Linked DNA regions of Mus musculus: region 1 is linked to region 2. Evidence: chromatin contacts called from public HiChIP or PLAC-seq data. All regions are on one chromosome and are shown on one strand. Each heading gives the region's core, a stretch centred on a gene start, on an enhancer-like site or on the middle of the called end of the contact. The rest is flanking DNA. Distances are from core to core; before and after follow the strand shown. Region 1 overlaps Ptpro (protein tyrosine phosphatase, receptor type, O). Region 2 holds the start of Art4 (ADP-ribosyltransferase 4).

What was found. HiChIP or PLAC-seq counts read pairs in DNA pulled down with a chosen protein or histone mark.
Region 1: an H3K27ac HiChIP or PLAC-seq map of bone marrow-derived dendritic cells shows a contact between it and region 2, with 7 times the contacts expected there. The contact joins the enhancer-like site here to the promoter of Art4 in region 2. A contact is called at or near these places in 3 of 39 promoter capture datasets (the 3T3-L1 cell line and hippocampal neurons), 4 of 484 Hi-C or Micro-C datasets (adipose-derived mesenchymal stem cells, cerebellum, cortical neurons and 1 more) and 1 of 115 datasets of contacts at active chromatin or transcription factors (bone marrow-derived dendritic cells).

What each region holds. Positions count from the first base shown.
Region 1 is chr6:137,402,104-137,407,994 of GRCm38.p6, reverse strand. The region is part of intron 12 of Ptpro (protein tyrosine phosphatase, receptor type, O); the gene reads right to left. Among named protein-coding and RNA genes, the nearest start is that of Gm52924, 130 kb to the right of the region's middle. Within about 2 kb of position 3,599, at least 24 of the 459 cell types and tissues checked have an H3K27ac peak or open chromatin away from gene starts, as enhancers often do. A contact at or near this core is called in bone marrow-derived dendritic cells, where this site is marked.
Region 2 is chr6:136,855,948-136,862,084 of GRCm38.p6, reverse strand. It overlaps Art4 (ADP-ribosyltransferase 4), which reads left to right and starts at 4,485. Exons shown (of 3, transcript NM_026639.2): 1 at 4,485-4,922. The coding sequence starts at 4,842.

The DNA.
Region 1 (5,891 bases), core at 2,350-4,849, 550 kb before region 2:
CCATTGAGTGGTAGTTATGGCTTCCTATTATATGCAAAAGGGTGGGTGCGCTCCCTGCTGTCTCTGCTTTATTCTATTTAAACTGGATGCGTTTTACACATGTGACATTGGTAGCAATGCTATAAAAAATCATCTCTATGTCTGATGTGGAAAACCCCTATTTTCAACCTTCAGTCTCAATGTGAGGAATTTCTAGAATGTTCTTAATGTGTAAAAATGCAAGTTGAGAGTCTTTCCCATGTATATTGAAATAATGTTTCGACAGAAGACAAAACATTTTCATATAAATTATTTTCAACTTTGCCAACAAAGTATTTCCATATGAAGTGGAAACTTCAGGGTTCTTTGGAAAGTTGGTTGGATGGTGTTTTGCTGGGGCAAACATGTGAAGGAATGGTTAGCTGAAGTGGTTACAAGTGAAATACTGAGGCAGATTTGTGAAGGAGATTTGAGCTGAAGCAGACACAGCTAAAAGGAAGTTCTGCTAAGGCAAACACGTGATGAAAGATGCTTTGCTAACAACGTGCATGTATTGGACCGCCTTGCATTGTATAGTTGAGCTGCATTTGCTAGGACTCCATAGAGAGAAGTGCACCAAGAAACATCTGGTGGCATGCTGAAGTTTCTGGCTGCTTCCTCGGAGTCGGGATGATTGGCAGGGCAGAGTGATGTCAGCTGACACAGATGCCTGTGCTGCGGCAAGATCCGTGGAGGACACGTGATGTGTGGAGACTATAACTAGGACTCTAGGGATAGCTATGAAGGCTGAGCTAGGCTTGCTTATAGAGCTAGCTGTGCAATGCTTGTAGGTCCTTGTGTCTTAGATGATCTTCACTTCCCTGAGAGAGGCACAGCTAAGAACTTCTTCTGGCATTCCTCCTGATAGCCCCTGCTTGACTTGAGCTGAGGCTGAGGCCTGGCTGTCTCTGCTAGGTAGTGTCACTGTTATTGCTAACCCGACTCTCCTGAACTGGACTGCTGGTGTATCCGTGAAATGTTTGCAAGTGAATCGAGCTGCCATTGCTGATGTGTGAACTGAACTGCTGATTTCCAGACAACACGGACGAGAGTTGTTGCTCCAAAGAACAGGTCTATTTCCCCAGCATCCTTTCTTTCCCACTACCACTGGTGGGTGGTGGGATAAAAGGGAGGTTAGAGCATTTAAGAACCATCATTAAAAATAAGGATTGAAAACACTGAAGTTACACCCCATATAAGCCATGGAGGCCTCCCATAGAAGCAGGATAATGCGAGCAAAGTCTGTAGGAGAAAACGCCGCTCAAAGCAGGGGAGAGAGGGAGACAGCTGATATAGGAGGGAAAAATTACTCACGCTGAGTCGTGATAACCAGTGTGTCAGGACCAGTGTGTCAGGACCAGTGTGTCAGGATCAGTGTATCAGGATAAGTGTGTCAGGACCAGTGTGTCAGAATAAGTGTATCAGGATAAGTGTGTCAGGCAGGACCAGTGTGTCAGGATAAGTGTGTCAGGGTACATGTGCCATTATAAGTGGATCATAAAGTTTGGAAAAGAAAAGTTTAACAACAGGAATCTGTCAGATTTGGGTTTATTTTAGACTTTATCTCGTTGACCTAGGAAGACTCTTTTTCTGAATTTAAATGGGAATTTGAATATTTAAAAAAGAATACTGAAGAATATAAAAAGCAAACATTTAGCATCTTGCAAACGTATTAAATTTTAAATTAGAGGTTGAAGACATGGATTGGTGGTTAAGAGCACCGGTTGCTTTTCCGAGGACTCAGGTTTAACCCCAACACTCTCATGGAGGCTCACAACTGCCTGCAACTTTAGTATTGAAGGATCTGACACTTTCATCCTCTGCAGGCATCAGGCATGCATGTGGGGCTGACATGCATGTAGGCAAAACACAGATAAAACAAACAAACAAACAAACTTATTTACAATGTGGGCTGGGGAGAATATTCATTAACATACCAAATATGTTCTAAAAATTCCTGTCCAAGAACAAACTATGTCTTTCAGAATTTTTCACTCACATCAAAGTTTTCATAACTGAAACTAAGATTCTCAAGCTGATGTCCTAAGATCTAGTTCCCAAAACGGGAAGAGAAAGCCGCAGAGTGGGTGGGTGTGGTTCTTAACATGTCTGCTGTAAAATTCCTTAAGTCAGTAAAACATGAGAAGTAGACACATAGAAGGTGCAGGCCATGGGTAGAGAAACAAGAAAACCCCAAATTCACTGGTAAGAATAAGCACACAGTTAAATTCAGGATGCTCCAAGTATGTGTTAGTGGTGTGTAAATCACCTGTCTTGCATATGAAGATTAAAAGTCAAAACAGGCTGGAATACAGTTAGGTTGGTTAAGTGCTTGCCTAACGTGCCTGGGGCCCTGGCTTTGATCCTTTGCACCACATACATTTGGGGTATTACTCCTACAATCCTCCTACTTGAGATGTGTGGGAGATAGGGTCAGCTCAAAGACAGTCATGGCTGCATAGCAACTTCAAGACCAGCTTAGGCTACCTAAGATTCTGTCTCAAAACAAAACTATCCAAAAGTAAGTTATATTAAGGTAAGAATAGGTATAAGAATTTAGGGAGAGATATGGACTATAAAAATGATATAAATTGTCACAACAATCCACAGTGAGAGGGGAGTAGGGTAAACTCATGTATGTACATATAAGCATATATATTTATTTTATTGCATTATGTTGGTGATGGTATTGTTGAACTTGGGACCTTGTATATATATATGTTAAGCACGCGCCTACATCTCAGGCCTGCCTATGTATGTATGTATGTATGTATGATGTATGTATATATGTATGTATGTATATGTAAATGGTAAAAATAAAAAAACTTGTATGTGCTCACAACGTCTCAGGTAGTCAAAGCAATGTTGATAACAACAACAACAACAACAACAACAACAACAACAACAAAGTAAAGAAGCTGGAAGCATTGTGCTCTTTGATTTCAAAATATACTACAAAGCCATGGCAGCCAAAGCAACAGAGAAATGGTATAACTGTCAATAGCATAGCCAATGGATCCAAACAGAGGGCCCAGAATGTAAGCCCAACACTTAGAACCAGCGGACTCTTGGCAGATGCAGTTTCTTTTTTTCTTTTTGACTCAGAAAAGGAGCAGAGACCCACTATTGTCAGTGGAACTTGGGTTAAGTTGCTCTCTTTATCTTTTTCATGGAAGTCTTGGTGGCTATGTGGATTTGATCCCTTGCATCCCACTCATTTGGGGCTTCCCTCCTGCAGACTCCCTACTTGAGATGTGTAGGAGACAGGATCAGCTCGAGGACAGTCTTGGCTGCACAGTGAACCAGTTTCTGTCAGTCTCCTTCGTTATCGGATGACATAAATGTATAGCTTTAGAAAAATCAATGAGAAGGTGTAGGCCTCTGTCCCCAGCTCCAGGCTCGGTGTGTGTGAGGGTAATCACGCCACTGGGCTCCAGCTAGCTTACCGGGGAACCACATGTTGCTAAGTGCTGATTCTCTGGAAGGCAAGCTGGGAATTTCTCTTCTTTGCCATATGTGGTCTGGGTAAAGCAGAACTTCGCAAGGGTGGTTTACAAGGGTGGAGTTGGGTTTTCCCTTCCTTCATTGGCTGCTCTGTGCCACCCTCTCTTTCTTCTCTGTTCTTCTCTCTGTTCAGTCTCTGGGTGTTGGAATGTGGGCCACACCCAGGCCTTCTCATGTTAGTCTCTAATTGGTACTTGGTGCTCTAATTCAGACATCCCAGACCAGAAGTTCCCTGTGATCTCTGGACACAGATTGACCATCTCCTTGCTGGACACCTGCACTGTCGTTTTCTGTAGTTTTCTTTTTTTTTTTAAGTTAGAGGAACCATGGGCTCTTAACACCCCTCCCCATTAACCCATTGATCATAGATCCTGCTTGTTTGTGTCTCCCTGAGCGACACACCATAAAACAGAGTTGCTCATGAGCCAAGCTGAGGACTTACTCTTATTTCTCTTTCTTTCACTACCTACATTTGTCCAAAAAGAAAGTTCTGGAGCCTCAATCTACAAAATACCTCCCAAATCCTGTTCAAATCTCTCCATTTCCGTTAGAGCCACTGCCCTTAGAGTCGCCCTTACTTCTCATTGGATCTGACCGAATCACAGTGCTCTTCTCCTTTTTCAGATAACTAACCTTTCACAGAGAATCCCCTGCTTTCATTGTTGGCCCAACTACGTTTTCTTTTAAATCCTAACATTTGTGTGTGTGCATGTATGTGTGTGTATGTATGTGCACAAGTATGTATGTGTGTATGTGCATGTGTACATATGTGTGCATGTGTATATGTATATGTGCATGAATATATGTATGTGTGTATATATGTGTGTGCATGTGTATGTATATATGCATGTGTATATGTGTATATGTGTGTGTATGTGTATGTATGCATGTATACATGTGTGTGCTTGCTGTGCATGTGTATTCTATATAAGTATGTGCATACATGTGTGTATATGTGTATTTTTGTTGTGCATGTGTGTATGCATGTGTATTGTGTATAAGTATATACATACATGCATGTATGTGTGTGTTGTGCATATGTGTATGTATGTGTATTGTGTGTAAGTATATGCATACATGTATGTGTGTGTGTTTGTTGTGAATGTGTGTATGCATGTGTACTGTATGTGTGTATATGTGTTTTTGTGTATGCATGTGTGTGTGTATGTGTGCGTCTACCATGTGCCATGGCACTTGTGTGGTGGTCAACTTTTGGGAATTGGTTCTTTCTTTCCATCATGTGTGTCTCAAGGATGTAACTCAGGTCATCATGCTGGCAGCAAGCACCGAACTGTCTGCTTGGCTCCCTCATTGCATTCTAATGTGACACCAGAGTAAGCTCATCTCCAGTAGAAATCGTACATGCTTTTCTATTTCATAATATTAAACGGTTTTCAAGGAATTTGGCAAATTAATTTTTTAAAGGTTGTCATAAAGAATGATTTCTTTTTGCATGCAATTAAGGTACAACATCAAAAGTATCCAACACTTTATTTCTGCTTGTAACAGCAGCGTCTCAGTATGAATTTAGCTTTTGCCACTGAGCTAAGGATCTGAGGCCATCTTCACACTCGGTAGACGCAGAGGGAAATATGTATTGGATAGAATGAAGAAAATGTTGTTTTCTTCTGTTGGGATCCTCTTTTCTTTTAAAGAATAGTTTCTGCATTTCGTTATTTGTCGGGGGAGATGAGGAAACTATGATTCAACAGCCTGTATGTGGACGTCAGAGGAGAATTCTCAGGAGTCCGGTCTCTCCTTCCCTGATGTGAGTCCCAAGGATCAGATTCTGTGTCAGGCTGGCAGTGAGCACTTGTCTGCGGAGCCCTCTCCCTGGTCCATTGTTTGCAATTTCCTAAGCATTTCTCAAAATGCCCTGCTGAGAGCATTGTGACTGCAGAGAGCGTATGCTTCTGGAGATGGGCCTGTGTGATCCTCTGCACTCCCCGCTACAGGTACCAGCACAGGGAGTAACAAATGGTTTGAAACTCTCTTGGACAGGGTCAAGCACTTGTGAGGAGTTAGTACACGTCTGAACAGTGACAGTGGCTTCCAAAACACACACGCTGACATCTCTGCTGTGAGCCTTGGTATTGATGAGATGTGCCTAGCTTCTGTTTCATTTAGTTTGTGACAGGCTGGATTCAGAATCAGTCTGCAGCATGCATTGCTTATGAGTGGCTACACTTACACTAATGACGCCCTAGAAGCCGACCACACAGCTCACCCTTCCCCCGACTCCCTTTAGGTATCAAAAATGAAGTGTGCCCTTAACATATGGCAGATTTTTCCATGAGTGACCACTGAAATTGCACGTTCTTACTGGGCGCAGTGTTAGGCAAACTGTAAGGTGCATTCAGTTTGAAACG
Region 2 (6,137 bases), core at 3,236-5,735:
AATGAGACGCTATCGATGGCCAATGGCTTCTGGGAAGGCAGACTATTCTTCTTTAGGTGGGTGTCCCCTGGACGGTCAAGCACACTCCTGTGGATGGCCCCGAACCCATGAGTATATGGGTAGCACACATGGACTTGGTGGGATATTTGTAAAAAGGATGCAAAGTTGGGAGAGGCCGGGGGAGGTGGGATGCAGACTCAGGAGGAGCTGGGGGAGGGGCGGAAAAGCAATATGATCAGAATGGACTGCATAAGATCTTCAAGGAGCTGATAAACATATTATAGTGTTCAGAGGTCTGTCCAGAATAAAGGAATGTATGGGGAGGATGAGCAGCACTGGGTACTGACATTTCACCACAGTCCCTCCCTCCCTCCCTTGTTCATTCATTCATTCATTCATTCATTCATTCATTCAACAAACACTTCTCCAGCTGTTGTAGGGCTCAGGTACAGCCTAAGATGCTTTCTTGATAGGGCAGAGAGTGGATTGATTCACAGTCACCGCGGTAGCTGACAGCTTCACTCACTTCTCTGAGGATGTTGACGGTAAATGATAACTGAGAGTTACAAAGTACAGGCAGCTTAAAAATGATTTGACTGTCGAATACGGGGCCTCTACCAAACTCCTCTCCTGGCAACAGCACGGATTTCTAGCAGTAAGATGCCTCGTCGATAAAACCGACACACGGGTGAGAGTTCAAGATCTCAACAGGAGCTGCTGAGAATCGAGTAGGGCTATACAAGCATCTCCCACCCCTAAACTCTAGGCAAGACCCTCCCAGTGACTAAACTACTTAATGTAAGGCCTGAAAAAAAATCACACTGAAAAACACTTTCCTTTTCCTCCTGCAACACACAACACAGGGAATCACATTAAATGTTATCAAAGTTCCTGCTGCCCTCTACTGGTCTAAGTCTAGAAGTGGCATTCACAGTAAGAATGTTAGCGAACGCTGCCCAAACAATAATTACAAACTGACACCACTCATTTCGAGCTTGGGGAGACAGTGGAGTATGAAGGACAGGAGAGTAAGTAACTCGTTCAATTTCCCAAAACCTCACCTCAGTAGCCACATCTAGGGAGTGAAAGTTAAGGTGACTCTTTCGGGACTGGAGAGGTGGCACAGATGTTAACAGCACTTACTGCTCTTGCAGAGAACCTGAGTTCAATTCCCACACAGAGAGGTTCACACCTACCTATCAAACCTGAGGGTGTGGGTTCACAGCCACCTATCAAACCTGAAGATGCGATGCCCTCCTCTGACCTCCACAGGCACCAGGCACACATGTGGCAAACAGATACATGAAAGCAAAACATTCATCCAATAAAAATGAAGATAAAAGGTTCTAAATGTCTCTACTCCTGACTCTCTTGCAGGCTGAGAAAACAAGCATAAAGCCAAACAGAAGAGGTGCCCAGCAGAGTCTCTCACGAAAGCAGGAGTCTGACCTCGCTAACCTTCCTGAGTCTGTGAGGCCCAGCAAGATGTCTCACCTTAAAGCTAGCTTAGCCAGTGTGTGAATGAGTGAGGAGCACGGTGGTAACGCTCAGATTCTAACTCCAGTTCTTGCCATGCCTCCAATACCCAGGAGCAGCTGGTAATGGGGAATCTAAGAATTTCAAACATCTTAAGAGGCCATTTCAAACATCGCTGGTGGCTGCCATTAAACCTAAATATACACATTCATATCTCAGCGGTCAGTTCTCTCGATTATGTCTTCAAGCATACAGAAAACACACTCAGGCTCGTGCTGCAAGCATGTCCGAGAGTTAGCAACGATAGTCCAAAACGGAACATTAAAGGGAAGGCACTCAGTGGTCCCTTAGCAGGAGCACCTAATGAAAGACTATTATACAACCGCAAAACCTAAGTCCTGCATGTCGGCCTCAAGGGCATTACGCTGAGTGGGGAAAGGTTAAAAAACATCAACACCCTGTGTGCTTTGTTTATCCAATATCCTTCAAGTGACAAATCTGCAGGGGCAATGGGAAAACAGTTATTTCTAGAGATTAGGGGTGGCAGGGAGGAGAGAGAAGCCATGACTCCTAGAGGTCACAAGGTCACGATTAGGTTTATGTAGTGATATGTAGTTTTCCATTTTTCTTATATTTTATTTATTTGTCTATTTATTTGTGTGTGAGAGAGAGGGTGTTCTGCCTGCTTGCAAGTCTACGCAGCACATGTGTACCTTTTGTCTGTGGAGACTGGATGAGGATATAAGACCCCCTGTAGCTGGAGTTACAGTTCACTGTGAGCTGCCGTGTGGGTGCTGGGAGTCAAACCCAGCTCCTCTGTGAGGGTGGCAAACCGTCTTACCCACTGAGCCATCTCTCCAGCCCCTGGATTTACATCTTTATAGTGGCCGAGTGCGTCTCCTAAAGGCTCTGCAAGTGATGAAAGGCGACAGACGTGCACACGTTCCATTCCACCAGAATCTGTCTCCTGGCTGTCATACTGTGTCATGGTTCATGAGACACAGCTACAGGAAAGAACTGTGTGTGGCAGAGCACACAGGCTTCACTGTGCCGGGTCAAATCCATGGCCAGTTCAAATTGCTGTTAGGTTAAAGGTAAGTTTAAGACTTACAGAGCCGCTGGCTGTGGCGACAAACACCTTTAATCAGAGCACTCAGGGAGCAGGGGCAGCATATCTCTGTAACACTGAGGCCAGTCTACACAAACTGTTCCAGGCTAGCCAAGGCTACAGAGTTAGACTCGGTCACAAAGAAGGGGGGAGGGAGGAAGAAGAAAAGAAGGGAAGAAAGAGAAAAATGAACCACAGAGTAAAATCTTATTTAAAAGCCATTTTTAAAGTCCATTAAGAAACTGGCTGAGTTTCACCTCCTCGCGGTACATTCTCTATGCTTGCCCTTGCCTAATCCTCGCTAGTTCCGATGTCTCCACCTATGCACCTATTCTGATCCTGAGCAGCTAGTCAATTTTGTCAAGTATTAGGTATTAGTGGGAAACAGTAAACATGGCTTTATCTTAAGTTTGGAGCTCTTGAGCACATCTGTAATCCCAGCACTCCTGAGACAGGGACAGAGAATCAAGAATTCAAGGCAAGTTCGAGCTACACACACACACACACACACACACACACACACACACACACACACACACATTAATAGTAAATGTTACAGTGCTGGCTGCTGATGCAGCTGCATTGGTCGAGTGCTTGTCTAGCATAAAGGCCTGGCAGTCTGACCCCCCAGTACCATAGAAACAGGTTATGATGGCTTACCCCTGCTATTCCAGTACCCAGGAGATAGAGACAGAGGATCAAAGATTGAGTGTCAGCCTCAGTTCCATATTGAGTTCAAAACCAGCCTCGGATATATGAGACACTATCTTGAAAAAAACCCTTGAAAAATTAATCATTAGGGCTGGAAAGACGGCTCTGCTGGGAAGGCACTGGCCATGCAGCTCACAGGAACTCATCAGGCAGAGCAACAACAGAACAAACGCAGCACGCGCCTGCAGTCCTAGTATGGGGACGCAGACACGGGGCTTCTCAATCCACTACCAAATCTGTGAGCTCCAGGTTCACTGAAAGCCCGGATCAAAAACTAAGGTGGAGAGTGAGGGGTAGGAAGACACTCAAGTTGAACACACACACAAGCACACACACACACACACACACTTGTGAGAAACAAACAAATAAATAAATAAAACATTAATGGGAAACAAACAGTATACAAAGTCTTGTGATTTCACTTCTGCTCTGTGTGTGTGTGTGTGTGTGTGTGTGTGTGTGTGTGTGTGTGTTGTGGGTATAAAGCCAAAATGTAAATCAAAATAGTGGCTTTCTCCAAGCAATCATTTTGAATAATTAGCGTTCCTTCTTTTATGCTTCTATGACTTGGGAAACTTCAGACAGACCAATATTTAACGTGGTAAAAAGAAAGCAGGACCACAATTCCCAAGAACGGAATTTGGTTCTTGTCACAGTTAGATAAGAGGCAGGGAACATAAACAACGTCTGCGAGCCAGCAGACTCTGAAAGGTCGGGAGTAGTGGAAGGACAGCCAGACTTGAGCAGGAAATGTGGTTAACAGTGGAAAGTCGGACTTAACTCCTGCCTGCGGGCCTCATTGCAGATTACAATAGATAGAAAACCTGAAGCTCTCAAAAGAAATAAACATTCAAAGCTGTGACTCCAACAGCCCCCGTCTCTGAACGGGGATGTTTCAAACACACCGTGGAGAGGCAGCAAAGAACACACAACATTAAAAGCCTGTGCTGCTGGAGGGCAATCATTCCAGGGCAGGGCTATCAGCACTGCCAGATGAGCCTGACACAGGTCCACCTTAAGATCGCATCTCCCCAGCTGCGCTTCATGTGCCACTGCAGTGGCTCACAGGGAAAGCCTGGGGCTGCAGATAATGGGACTTGGCCCGAGTACTCCTGGAGCATGCCTTTTCTTGTCGATCTGGGAAAGGCAAGGCTGAACTGCACAGCCTGACCCTGAACAGACCCTTGGCATTCCCCTGCATGCCGACTAGACAGAGAGACGGTTTTTGCCTTCTTTACACTGAAAACCATTCTGTGCCGCGCACATCTGGCCCTTTCGCGGAGACTTCAACACTGCAAAGGCGCTAGACTTCTACCTTGGAGGAAACTGTCGGTTGTTGAGGTTGTTGATATTCAACAGAAGTCACAGTTGCGGCAGGAGCAGAACCTCAGACACAGCCGGAAAAGAAAATGCCAAAGGAGGACTCTAGAGCGTATTCTGGGACGAGGCTTTCAGAATAAAGAAGTGTTGCTGACACAAACCACCAAGCTGCCCACTGACCAGTAGATCTAAGAGAACGTGTCTACCAAGTGCTACAGACAGGAGGATGGCGCTGTGGCTTCCAGGAGGGCAGCTCACCCTGCTGCTACTGCTCTGGGTCCAGCAGACACCCGCGGGGAGCACTGAGGTAGGGGCTATCGAAAAGTTGGTCTCTCATGATCAACGATGCACCAACAGGCTATTCACCTGGGGGCCACCTAATTGCTAAGAACTTAGCCACTGGCAATCTAAGAATAAACAATGTTAGTAAAGAGTGACAGGGAAAATTGCTATAAAAATTAAAAATTTTTAAGTCATAAATCTGGCATAATTGATGTGAGTGCCATTGAGTTATTTTCCCGATTCTTTTAAGTATTAAAGCAATGATTCCACCGGGGCAATAATGTAGACTAACCTGTTTAACTCAAAACCGCTTTATACAGATAGCACACATTTGGAGTATCCTAATTTTAAATATCTATAAACTAAAAATAAGCTAATGATAATGGGTGACACAGGAAACATTTGAGATCTGGAGACATGTTAAAAATGTGTCAGAGTTCATTTTGATATTTGACAGAATGTGATTCTTGGCTTGGATTAATGGAAGCTTGTTTTAAAATCTGGTGCACTGGTTCACATCATCCAATCAGTCTGTAAAATTGACTCTAGATTGTATGTAACTAGACAGCATGACATCATAAATCACACGGTTAAAATACCAAACCGTGTGTTCTCTAGCTCCGCCCCCAACAACGCTGGCCTTGGGCAGAATCTTGCCTTTTGGTGAGTGCTGCTCATGAGAAAAGCATCGTTGTTTTGCCCAGAAATGGTTGAGTGTAGGTGATGCTGATACAGTTCTCACTAACGAGCTGACCGAAGCCAGGGAGCCTCCTTTCGGCACCCTCTAGACAACATTCAACTGTTTCCCCACCTCCAAGAGGGGTGTACTTTCCAGCCCCTCGCTCACCAAGAGGAGGTGCTCCCAGGCACGGCCCCACTGCTCCCCTGAAACGCTGTTTCTCGAGCTTTGGAAGCGCAGCTGCATGCACGGGTTCTGCCCTGCTCTCCACCCTGGAGCCTGGCTAGTCTTATGTCTGTGGCATAAGTGCTTCTCCCCCAAGACAAGCTGTTACCTGAGAGGTCTCAGTCCTGCACTGCCAGTAGCTGGAGAGACAAGTCTGACAGGCTCTGGAATTTACTCTTAGTCCAACTTTCCACCAGATCCAGAGGTGTGTGTGCACCCGGGGGCTAATTGAGGAAGAAGGTGACACTTCAGCTTCCTTGTTTGCTTTAGGTTTTTTCCCCTCCTTTTTGTCCTAGAATCTAAGTCAGCAAGAAGGTTTTTATTTACAGAAGTCTC